Regions from separate parts of the Zea mays genome. Here region 2 is linked to region 1. A link is a contact called in public Hi-C data. All regions are on one chromosome and are shown on one strand. The core of a region is the stretch at or near the end of the contact, and the rest is flanking DNA. Distances in the headings are between cores, read along the strand shown. Region 1 holds the start of LOC109943284. Region 2 holds the start of LOC103653964 (Replication factor C subunit 3).

What was found. Hi-C and Micro-C count contacts between places; a contact is called where the count stands out from the background.
Region 2: a Hi-C map of leaf shows a contact between it and region 1, with 9 times the contacts expected there. The contact joins the promoter of LOC103653964 here to the promoter of LOC109943284 in region 1. A contact is called at or near these places in 4 of 25 Hi-C or Micro-C datasets (endosperm and leaf).

What each region holds. Positions count from the first base shown.
Region 1 is chr4:164,399,811-164,406,216 of Zm-B73-REFERENCE-NAM-5.0, forward strand. It overlaps LOC109943284, which reads left to right and starts at 3,134. Exons shown (of 1, transcript XM_020546200.1): 1 at 3,134-5,685. The coding sequence starts at 3,193. The coding sequence ends at 5,685. It overlaps LOC100285215 (cell division cycle protein 20), which reads left to right. Exons shown (of 5, transcript NM_001413478.1): 1 at 1-349; 2 at 455-733; 3 at 853-1,122; 4 at 1,203-1,793; 5 at 1,900-2,298. The coding sequence starts at 200. The coding sequence ends at 2,043.
Region 2 is chr4:165,040,720-165,047,125 of Zm-B73-REFERENCE-NAM-5.0, forward strand. It overlaps LOC103653964 (Replication factor C subunit 3), which reads right to left and starts at 3,625. Exons shown (of 12, transcript XM_035967380.1): 1 at 3,101-3,625; 2 at 2,905-3,006.

The DNA.
Region 1 (6,406 bases), core at 1,884-4,383:
GGCGCTCGCGGGGAGTCGAGTCGAGACCAGCTTCGTTCCTTCATAAAAAGCTCACTTAGTTGTTGTCCCCGCCTCTTTTTTTCGCTGTTCTTGTTTGATTACATCATCTTATTTTGTGCTTGAATCTAACCTGCCATTAAGTTTTTATCGCTTCGTTATTTCTCTGTTGTGCTTGTCTTGTTCTTTTGTTGCTCTAACCATGGACGCAGGCTCCCGCTCGATCTCCTCGGCGAAGAACCGCGCCGCCGCCGTCGCCGCCGCGCCCCGGCCACCGCTGCAGGAGGCGGGCTCCCGCCCCTACATGCCATCGCTGAGCTCGGGACCCCGCAACCCGTCGGCCAAGTGCTACGTGAGTCCCTTGGTCTTGGTACTGGAGCGCGTGGGGTGTTCGACGTTTTGCCTGACCAAGCTTGGCTCGTTCTCCCCTCCTCCTTCTCATGTTTGTGTCCTGCAGGGCGACAGGTTCATCCCGGACAGGTCGGCGATGGACATGGACTTGGCGCACTACTTGCTTACTGAGCCCAGGAGGGACAAGGAGAACGCGTCGGGCATGGCGGCGTCCCCGTCCAAGGAGGCGTACCGGAGGCTGCTCGCGGAGAAGCTGCTCAACAACCGGACACGGATCCTCGCTTTCAGGAGCAAGCCGCCGGAGCCCGAGAACGTTTCTTTTGCGGACACGACTTCCTCCAACCTGCAGGCCAAGCCGGCCAAACAGCGGCGCCACATTCCCCAGGTATGTGCGACAGCTCTTCTGTTTTCGCTTCTAGCCATCTCATCCCCAACGGGTGTAGTGGCGAGGGAATGGGGTGGGAGAATGGTGGATCACTGATGCGGTTGAATCAAAATGTGCAGTCTGCCGAGAGGACCCTAGACGCACCAGAGCTAGTTGACGACTACTACCTCAACTTGCTTGACTGGGGAAGCAACAACGTGCTATCCATTGCTTTGGGAGACACGGTGTACCTGTGGGATGCATCGAGCGGATCCACATCCGAGCTTGTGACCGTCGGCGAGGACAGTGGTCCTGTTACAAGCGTTAGCTGGGCTCCTGATGGTCGGCACATGGCCGTCGGGCTCAACTCGTCTGACGTCCAGCTCTGGGACACCAGCTCCAACCGACTGGTACGCACATTGTGATGTTTCATCTAAAAATTCCAGTGCAGGTTATCTGTTGCTGAATTAAATCGTTTCATCCTATGCAGTTGAGAACACTCAGAGGTGCGCATGAGGCAAGGGTAGGCTCGCTGGCATGGAACAACAGCGTCTTGACCACCGGTTGCATGGACGGCAAGATCGTGAACAATGACGTAAGGATTAGAGACCACGTCGTGCAGAGGTACGAGGGGCACAGCCAGGAGGTCTGCGGGCTCAAGTGGTCCGGATCAGGGCAGCAGCTGGCCAGCGGAGGCAACGACAACCTTCTGCACATTTGGGATGTGTCGATGGCATCATCCATGCCATCTGCTGGCCGCAACCAGTGGCTGCATAGGCTCGAGGACCACATGGCCGCCGTGAAGGCACTCGCGTGGTGCCCGTTCCAGAGCAACTTGCTGGCCACCGGCGGCGGTGGCAGCGACCGCTGCATCAAGTTCTGGAACACGCACACCGGTGTGTGCCTGAACTCGGTTGATACCGGATCACAGGTGTGCGCTCTGCTGTGGAACAAGAACGAGAGGGAGCTGCTGAGCTCACATGGATTCACACAGAACCAACTCACCTTGTGGAAGTACCCATCGATGGTGAAGATGGCTGAACTTAATGGCCATACCTCTCGCGTCCTCTTCATGGCTCAGGTGAAATTCTTCAGACTAGTTAACAGTTGCTTATCTGCATTGAGTGCATGCATGCTATGCTAGTGTGAGAACATTGCTTATATAGTTCTTGCTGGTTAAACTGCAGAGTCCTGATGGATGCACAGTAGCGTCGGCTGCTGCTGACGAGACCCTCCGGTTCTGGAACGTTTTTGGAACCCCTGAAACGCCCAAGCCTGCAGCCAAAGCTTCCCACACTGGGATGTTCAACAGCTTCAAACATATCCGATAGGATGAGTCAAGACTATTATTGGATATTGTCTATACTTGACTTGATGATGGCCTGTCGTTTTCGGAAGGTCAGAAATCAATGACACAGGGTTTGCTTCAGAAATCAGATGTAATGTTTTTTCCTCATTTTTGGTTGGAACATCAAGGGCGCTTGTTTGATGTACCAATTATTGTAAATCAAGACAGCAATATATATAAATTGATATTTTGTCGGTTGGATTTGGAAATTGTTGTAAATCGGCAACCGTTTGTTTCAACATCAAGAGCACTTGTTTGACGGCTGTGAACCCGTAGCGACTGATGGAAACCGTTCCGTTCCGTCCCGTCCAGAACTTTAAGCATACACCCCAAACTGAACGCGGCCAAATGCTCGCGGCCGGAAAGCCCGATTGAGGCTGAATGGGAACAACGAATCGTAGGCCGGAAACCCGTAGCTTTTCAAATCTTTCAGCCTCAGGCCTTGTTCGTTTCCGTCGGATTACACCCGGAATCGTTCCAGCTAATCAAAGTTTGTATAAATTAGAGAAACAATCCGGCCAGGAATCATTCCGACCCACCAATCCGGTAGAAACGAACAAGGCCTCAAGCTGACTGCTGACCACCCCCAGTGGCGGACCCAGAAATTGGTCAAGACCCGGGCCGAAGCGATCATAAACTCTAATAGTAGCATATAAAGAAAAATTGTACGACGAAACAATGTTTGTCATAGATATTAAAGATGACATACAAGTTATAATGTAGCACTTTCTAAATGTGTCATGTCAACATCAACATCAATATTTTTTTGCTCCAGAACCATATTAAGAACGCGACTTGAAGGAAATCATACGATGGTTAAGCCATTCGTCTCCTGTCTTATTCTACAACTTAGTTTTAATGATATTCATAGATGAGAAAGCTCTTTCCACATAGGCTCAATCTCAAACTTAATTTCTAGCCATGTGATCTTGTTTATTTGGTCGCAACATTTTGAAATTTTATTTGGTGATTATGGTATTAGATGGTTGTATGGAATATCTTGTTTCGTACTCTCTCTGATCTTTTTAATTTGACGTTTGCTAGTGTAAAATTGAATTATCATGCGTCAGTAGAGTAGTTATAACAATTGGTATCAGATTCTCGTTGATTCCTGAGCACGCAGTCCGCAACGATGGGCAGCACCACCAACACCAATCTCACGGAGGCAATGGAGGCGCAGGCGAATACCCTAGCTACACAATCGCGGTTGCTCCAACAGATCTGTGACCGGATGGAGGCCCAGGATAACCACTGGGAAGTGCTTCAGCGTTCTGTGGCCGCCAACGCCAACGCCATCGCAACTCTCACCTCGGCGGTGGCCGCCGCCGATCCGGCGTCGATCCGTGCGGATCTGACCCGCGAGTTGAAGATGGAGCTGTCGTCACAAGTGGAGTATCAGGTGACCCAGTTTCAATCTCAAACGTGGGAGCGCATCGATGCGGTCGATGGAGCCCTGTCCACGCGCGTGGAGGCGCTGGAGCAGGTCACGTCGTCGCTCGACGCTTGGAGACCCGGCGTCGACCACTCCACGCGCGGGATCCAGACGTCCGTCGACGCGCTCCGTGCTGAGATCTCTCAGCTGGGCTATCGCATGGATCGTCTCCAACCACCGTCGCCTCCACTTCGTCCGGGCATTCTGGGTCCGTACGCGTCGACGGTGGAGCGCCAGCCTGCTCCCACGGCATTCGTCGACGGCCCCACTGGGCACCGCGATGCTCACCAACGTCGGGAGGACAGCCATGGGTACATCTATACCCATAGCCTACTCCCGCCCAATGGTACGCACCCTGCTTTTGATCCCTATCAACATGCTGTTCAACCAAATTGGCATGACCGTTTTGACGCCACTATGCATGAGTCAATTGCTCCCCTGCTGGGTCAATTACCTAAAGTACCTTTCCCCACTTTTGATGGTGACAATCCTAAATTGTGGCAAAAACGATGTGCGGATTACTTTTCCATGTATTCAGTTGATCCTCGCGCTTGGATACGAATAGCAACCATGCACTTTTCTGGCGCTGCGGCGCGTTGGCTCCAATCCATAGAGTATCACCTGAATCATGTCACTTGGCTAGAGTTTGGACAGATGGTAGCTGACCGTTTTGGCAAGGATCAACACGAAGTCCACATTAGACACCTCTTTCATATTCGTCAGTCCAGTACAGTATCCGATTATGTTGAGCGTTTCTCTCAGCTCATAGATCAACTCCGTGCATATAATCCTACTGCTGATCCAGTGTTCTACATTATGCGTTTTCTTGATGGTCTCAAAGATGATATTAAATCTGTTGTTACGCTTCAACGCCCAAAGGATTTGGATACTGCCTTTGTTTTGGCTCAATTGCAGGAGGAGGTCAGTGATCGGCGTCGGGATTCAAGGAAGCTGGACAATTCATTTACGTCAAAGTCCTTCTCCAAGACTCATTTTCCGTTGCCATTACCCCCCAGGGCGTCTTCATTGAAGCATGATGAGTCTACTCCTGCTCGTGCACCTCAGTCACACTCAACGGATGACAAGCTTGCTTCCTTGATGGCTTACCGTAAGGCCAAGGGATTATGCTATAAGTGTGGTCTCCAATACACTAAAGGTCACCGCTGTGCCGATTCAGTGCAGCTACACGTTGTGGATGAACTCTGGCAACTATTTCAGCTTCCAGTCAATGAGGATGAAGGCACTTCTGAAGAACTGAATGCTATTTGTCTCTCTCAGGCAGCTATGGAGGGAGTGGCTGCTCCAAAAACAGTACAGTTCATGGGTCAGCTTCAAGGCCTAGAGTTGTTGATTTTATTGGATTCAGGGAGTTCTCATTCTTTCTTAAGTACTCAAGTGGCTGCTCATGTCCGGGGCCTCATTCTTCTGCAAAAGCCCTTGACAGTACAAGTAGCAAATGGAGCTCAGATGCAATGCACTCACGAACTTGCTGATGCCGTCTGGTCCCTCGCCGGGTGTGATTTCACTTCTAGTTTGCGTGTGCTACCATTGCAGAAATATGACTTAATACTGGGTATGGATTGGCTCGAAAAATTCAGCCCTATGATGGTGCATTGGGCAGAAAAGTGGTTGATGATACCGTACAACGGTTCCACAGTTAAATTGTTTGGTCTCCAGTCTGCAAAAGGGAAAAATGCTGTTATTGAGCTTCGTCAGCTATCAGATTTGACAGATAAGGATCAGTCGGTGTATTCCACCTTGCCCGCCGAGTTACAAGCATTGGTTACAAGGTTCCAATCTGTGTTTGCTCTTCCTGTTGGCCTACCACCTGTCCGTGATTGTGATCACCATATCTCTCTTCTACCTGGTGCTCAACCATTTCATGTGAGACCATACAGATATGCACCCGCGTTGAAGACTGAAATCGAGCGCCAAGTCCAAGAGATGTTATCTTCAGGCATTATTCAACACAGCAACAGTGAGTTCTCCTCTTCAGTAATCTTGGTTAAGAAGAAAGACGACTCCTACCGCTTTTGTGTTGACTATAGACATCTAAATGCTCTTACTGTGAAAACTCGGTTTCCTGTTCCTATTATGGATGAACTGCTCGACGAGTTATATGGGGCTGCCTGGTTTTCAACGTTGGATCTCCGTGCTGGTTTCCACCAAATTCGCATGGTGAAAGGGAATTAGGCTTACACCTAGTTCCTATATAATTTTGGTGGTTGAATTGCCCAACACAAACAATTGGACTAACTAGTTTGCTCTAGTGCATAAGTTATACAGGTGTAAAAGGTTCACACTTAGCCAATAAAATGACCAAGTGTTGGATTCAACAAAGAAGCAATGTGGCAACCGAAGGCCCTCTGGTCTGGGAGCACCGGACTGTCCGGTGTACACCGGACAGTGTCCGGTGCACCACCGGACAGTGTCCGGTGCACCAGAGGACTCCCACTCGAACTCGCCACCTTCGGGAATTTCCAGAGGCGACTCCGCTATAATTCACCGGACTGTCCGGTGTACACCGGACAGTGTCCGGTGCGCCAAAGGAGGTCGGCCTCAGGAACTCGCCAGCTTCGGGAAAAGCCAACGACTCGTCCACTATAATTCACCGGACTGTCCGGTGTACACCGGACTGTCCGGTGCGACTCCGGAGCAACGGTCATCTCCGCGCCAACGGCTCTCTGTCGCGCATTTAATGCGCGCTCTGCGCGCGCAGATGGCAGACGCGCCCACTCCGGCACACCGGACAAGGAACAGTGCATGTCCGGTGTGCACCGGACACCCAGGCGGGCCCACAAGTCAGAAGCTTCAACGGCTGGAATCCAACAGCAGTGATGACGTGGCAGGGGCACCGGACTGTCCGGTGTGCACCGGACTGTCCGGTGCGCCATCGAACAGAGGACCCAGCCAA
Region 2 (6,406 bases), core at 2,375-4,874, 640 kb after region 1:
GTTTGTGTATTCGGTCAGCGTGTAGCCCACCAACCTGAAGTCAGTGTTGCAGCGCTTGGGGCAGACAAGACCGTAGTCGACTGTAACAACGAAGCAGTGTAGGATGTGCTTGACGGTGGCTAAGTGCTCTTGTTGTGGTCTCTCCATGAAACGGCTCACAAAACCCACCGCAAACATAATGTCTGGCCTGTTATGAACCAGATAGCGCAGACTTACTACCACACTTTTGTACATCGTCGCATTGACCTCTAGTGTTGCCTCTTCGTTGAAAGCTTCAGTCTGGCCTCCATTGACGTGTGGCATCGGTTACAATCCCACATGTTGGACTTCTCCAACAACTTGCGGATGTACGCCACTTGCCTTAACATGATGGAGGTGTGTCCTTGCTTGACCTCCATCCCAAGATAGAAAGATAAGAGACCAAGGTCACTCATCCGAAGCAGACGACGCATCTCCTCCTTGAATGCATCGACATCCACTAGCCTTGCTCCAATGATGATTAGGTCGTCGACATAGACCCAGACCAGCACACGCAATGTTGTGGCGCCCTTAGTGTACATCCCATGCTCGCTAAAGCACTTGATGAAGCCGAGTTTGCGTAGGTTGTTGTCCAGCTTTGCGTTTCACGCCCGTGGTGCTTAGGGAAGTTTGTACAACGCCTTATTTAGCCATAGAACCTTCGCTTTGTGCCTAGTAGTGACAAAGTCGGGCGTCCGCCAGACGTACACCTCCTCCTTGAGCTCGCCATTCAAGAACGTTGTCTTGGCATACATGTGTGCACAAGCCAACCCATTGCCACAACATCAAGCAGTATCCACACATATTACATCTGTGCGACCAGATCAAACACCTCATCATAGTCTATCCCCGGACCTCGGTTGTACCCCTTGGCGAGAATCTAGGCCTTGTGCCTGACGACGATGCCCTGCTCATTGCGCTCCAGTTTGTACACCCACTTCAGACCAATTGGGCGATGGCCTAGATGAAGGTCGACAAGAGCCCATGTCTCGTTCTCCTCAATGGATGTCATCTCCTCTATCGTCGCCTTGCACCAGTGGGAATCGTCTCGAGCCTCCTTGAACGTAGTCGATTCATAATCACCGATGATAATGAGCAACTCCTCATTCACCACAAACTCCCATTCTGTACAACAACAACAACAACAACAACAACAAAGCCTTTTTGTCCCAAGCACGTTGGGGTAGGCTAGAGATGAAACCCCGTATGAAAACCTCAGAGCTCAACCCCCAAAGAACAGAAAAGGGAAACAAAGGCAAAGGAGAACCGAAAACAACGAAACAGGGAAACACATAAAAGAGATAAAACCCACAATGACCAGCAAGATCTAAAATGGACACAAGAAAAGGTCAAACGATTAAGGAGGAAAAGCGAAACTATCAATCAGGGTTCTGGCACGTGAATTGCACACTTCCACCCCTTCCTATCTGCGGCGAGCTCTTTGTCAATATTCCACTCCTTCAGGTCTCTCTTCACAAACTCCCATTCTGTCAAGCCAGGAATTTCCATTGACTCGAGCACATTATCCAACGTTCTAAACCGGAGAGACATCTCATTGTCGTGGTCGGCGTCGAGGTCTAGAGGTAGTGACATGAACTCCACCTGCGTCGGTGATGGAGGTGTATCGGCCGCCGCTGGAGGTGTACTAAGTACTGGTGCAAATGTGTCGCATGCTGTTGGCATCCTTGTCCACCAAGATCGTACTGTTTAGTAACATTCTTCCACTGCCTTGATCCTCCCGATCAACTCCTCCATAGCTAGTGTATTGAGATCAAGAAGGGTTTAGATCACCATCACGATCTGTGAGTCCTTGGTGGAGTGGCCCGTAGGAATTTGCGCACGACCTCTGGCTCCTAGTACCAGGTCGGTGATGTGCATGTCGAAGTCGTCAACAGATTCACTATCCTTGAATCTGAGTGAGTTGAACTCGTGTCGTAGCCTTCGCTTGGTGCACTTGGTCCACACCGAGATTTGTTTTATTTTGACGTCCACGCGATCTTGGTGGTCGCCCTTGCTTGTGATCACCCCTTACATCTCCAGAGGTACCATGAGGGCGATGGCCTCTAGAGCATTGCGACCGTCATCGTCGATGTAGTCATTGGTGTCGACGTTCACCGCCATCCACATGCCTCTCGCCTGCAACTTCAACTTCATGAGCACCACCCATGAGTAGTAGTTGGTCTTGGTCAGCAACAGGTACTGATCGCTGTCGCCACTCTCCCTCACGGCCTAATGGATCACCAAGCCACAGTCAGTCGCCATTGGCAGAGCTGCTCCCCGTCTCTTGACAGCGATGTTGCATGATTGCAAGCATGACCCTGGCAACGATAGCAGGTGTAGCCTTCTACTCGTCGGTGCGCCTTTTCGAAGACGAAGAAGATGATCCCTGGATCACCCAAACGCTCACAAAACTCAACACGAACACTAGAAGGACACAATGAGTTTTTGGCGCTGCCAAACTACACCGCTGTGATAGGTGTATTCTAATGATATGTTTATATACACAATTACAAAGCCTCAAAAGCAAACTATTCAATCAGCTATTGATTAGTAAATAACTAATCAATCAACTACCAATTAGCTAAGAAACAAAACTAATCAATCGTCTATCAATTAGCTACAAAAGAAAACTAATCAATCATTGAAGGAGGAAAAAAATAAACCGAGCTGCTTTATTCAACACTACTTGGTTGAATGTTCACATTTCGAAATCATTTGCTTTCAGCGCTGAACCTTCTGATATGTCATGACAGTAGACTCATAGAAAAGTACTAATAAGTTAATAACCAAGTTAGGATTTAATCTGCTTCAATCCCCTCAATCCACCCCTAACCGAACAAGCCCTCGAATGGAAATGTATCGTGGCTTTCCAGCTCAGTAGCTCACCTTCACGCATCCAGCTTCCTTTATAGCCCGAAGCAGGGGCTTCTGCTCGAGCGCCTGCTTCGTGGGCACCGCGTAGATGACAACGTCCACCTGCCGCACCGCCTGGAGCAGGCTCGTGTAATTTTCAAGTGAACCAAGCCACTTAGCTAACTGAATTACGCTCTAGTGGAGGAGACTAGGGGTGCCACGCATTTACCTCGAGCAGAGTGGCGTCAGCGGCTACGAGCAAGTAGGAGAGTCGGGGCGTGCTAAGTGGTGGCCTGGTGGGGCCGGACGAACGCGAAGGTTCGGTGGCCGACGGCGAGGCTGGCCCGAGCGACGCTTACGCCGAGGCGGCCGGTGGCGCCGCCGACCACCAGGACCCGGCTCCTCGTCCTCGCTGTCTCCCTGACATCTCCGTCGCCTATAGAAGGGCAATAGTGCCGGCTAATCCGGACGGTCCGGAGCACGGCATGGCCCGTAGTGCCTGGGTACGGCACGACACGGGTGGAGGCGGGCCCGTGCACGGCCCTATGGCTAGTGCCGTGCCTGGGCCAAGTGCCGAGCACGCTGGACCGGCACGGGCACGACCCGATTAGCTCTAAAGCACGATTAAGCACGATTAGGCATGATTAGACCCAAGCACGACTAGTGAGCTGTGGGTTGTGCTTTTTTCTATCTAGGGTTTTCTCACAAGGGTGAGTTTTTACCTATATAGCTTTTTAATGAGGCAGTCATTGCACTAAACAGCTCAATATTAGCTATTTTAGTATGTTTTAACTGTATTTGTGAATGTCTGACTAAAATTCTGTGGTGTAGTGCTCGGGCCGGCCCTAGCACTACGGGCCTACCGTGCCGGCACGGCACGGCTAAGAAGGCTAAGTGCCGTGCTTGGGCCTGGGCTTAGGCACTAGTACCGTGCCGGCACGGCACGACTATTAAACGGGCCAAATGGGTCGTGCCCTAACTGTGTCGTGCCTGACCGTGCCAGGGTCGTGCCGGGCCGGGCCGCCCGTTTGGCCATCTATATCGTCGTCGCCCGCTCGGTTCGATGACATGGTGACATCTATGATCTATAGAGCCAGCACGACACGGCCCATAGTGACCAAGCACGGCAGGGCATTGATTGGTTCCGGGTCCGCGCCGGCACGGCCCGAACCTTAGTGTCGTGTTTGGACCGACTAGGGACACGCTGGGCCAGCACGAGCATAGCACGATCAGGTTTAAGCACGGTTAGTCACGCCTCTAATATCACATACCCCCCGCGCGGCCCATCGCCCAAGTCTCCTCTCACTCTCAGTGTCTCTCTCACTCATTCTCTCTCGAACCCTCCGCGGCTCCGCCCTCCAGTGATTTGGAAAGCGCCGCCTCCGTCGTCTCCCTCACCGCCTCTCCGCCGCCTCATTTGGTCCTCTGGCTCTCCAGCGCCTCTACTGGTAACACGATCCTCTGGTCAGGTTATGCTCTCTTGCTCATGTCGCCTCTAGATCTAGTTCCAAACCCTAAGTTTGGTGCTCTGATCTTGAACTTCTGTTCTTCTTCTGGTCTCCCTCCAACTTCGGTTGTGTTGATCCTCTATGGCTCCCTGTAACGGTGCGTCGATGTGTAACCCTAACTGTGTTTTAACCCTAATCATCGTGTCGTCGGCCGTCGGGGTTGGATCTGGTGCTCCGGCTTTGGTAAGTTGCTAATCTTTTTGCTTATGCTTCTGATTTGTGTTTGTCGCCTCTAGATCTGTGGTCAAACTAACGAACCCTAATCTATTCTAGTGCCTTATTCTGTGATTGAATTGAAGGTTGGAGCCATGAGGGACCGATCTGGTGCTCCTGTCCGGCTTTGGTAAGTTGCTAATATTTTGCTTGTGCTTCTAATTTGTCTTTGTCGCCTCTGGATCTTGTTCCAACCGACGAACCCTAATCTATTATGTCGCCTTGTTCTGTGATTGAAGGTTGGAGCCGTGAGGGACCAATCTGGTGCTCCTGTCCGGCTTTGGTAAGTTGCTAATATTTTGCTTGTGCTTCTAATTTGTCTTTGTCGCCTCTGGATCTTGTTCCAACCGACGAACCCTAATCTATTATGTCGCCTTGTTCTGTGATTGAAGGTTGGAGCCGTGAGGGACCAATCTGGTGCTCTGGCTTTGGTAAATTTTTAATCTCATGCTTGTTTTGTGATCTGTGCTTGTGAGTTGTGACCTGTGTTCGAACCCTAATCTATTATACTGCCTTCTTGTTCTGTGATTGGATCCATGAGGGACCGATCTCGTGCTCTGGCTTTGGTAAGTTATTAATCCGATGCTTGTTTTATGATATGTGCTTGTGAGTTGTAACCTGTGTTCAACCCTAATCTATTATATTGCCTTCTTGTTATGTGATTGTAGCCGTGAGGGACCGATCTGGTGCTCCGGCTTTGGTAAGTTATTAATCTGGTGCTATGTGCTTATGATCTGTGCTTGATGGCCGACGACGACACCGTGGCTGGACAAACTGGCGGCAGTGAGGCTGCAGTTCTTCAACGGAGCCCAACAATATAGATCCTAACCCTACTGTGGAAAGAGGTTGAGGGGACAGACACACCTACTAGTTCTCGGGTAAGAAATAGAACTTACACATCTGATGTCTGGAATGATTTTGACAAGATATATAAGGTTGTTGATGGTGTGAGGGTAAGGTGTCAGGCTAAGTGCAAAGTTCCAGTTGACTATAGATGGTCAATAAGCACAAGGCCCGCGAGCCCGGCACGAAGCCCGCTGTTTTGGCCTGATCCGAGCCCGGCACGAAGCCCGGTTCTATGCGGGCCCGGGCCGGGCTCGGACAGGAAACTAGGCACGGAGGGCTAGTCCGACACGACCCGTTTAACTCTAAGCCCGTTAAGCCCACCCTTTTGCACTAAAACGTGCTTACCGGCCCGCTTTTTCCCGTGCTAAACGGGCCAGGCCGACCCATTTAGGCCCTTTGCGGGCCGGACTCGGACAGGAAAACGAGCCCGCGGCCTTAGACAGCCCGGTCCGGTTTTCTAACCGTGCCCCGCGGGGTGGGCGGCCCGTTTAGCCATCTCTACAGTTGACACTCCAGGGTCCTCTCATGCATCTCAATCTCAGACACCTGCTGATCCAAATCCACATGTGGATGACTGATCATATTTAGGTAGATTGAACTTTGAACTATGGTTGTGTGCCTGTAATTATACTATAACTCTGAACAATGTGATATATGTAAGAACACTAAATGACTTGTGGGTTATACTCTTTTTTCCTATCTAGGGTTTTCTCACAAGGGAGGGTTTTTACCTAGATAGGTTTTTAATAAAGCAGTCATTGCACTAAAGAGCTCAATATTAGTTATTTAGTATGATTTAACTGTGTTTTTTGTGAATGTACATGCTTATGGTAAGTTTGATGATGATTTATGGTGTAATACTCGGTCGGCCTTGTCACTGCGGGTTGTCCGGGCCTACTGTGCCGGCACGACACGGCTAAGAAGCCTTAGTGCCGTGTTTGAGCCTGGTTTCAGTCACTAGTGCCCTA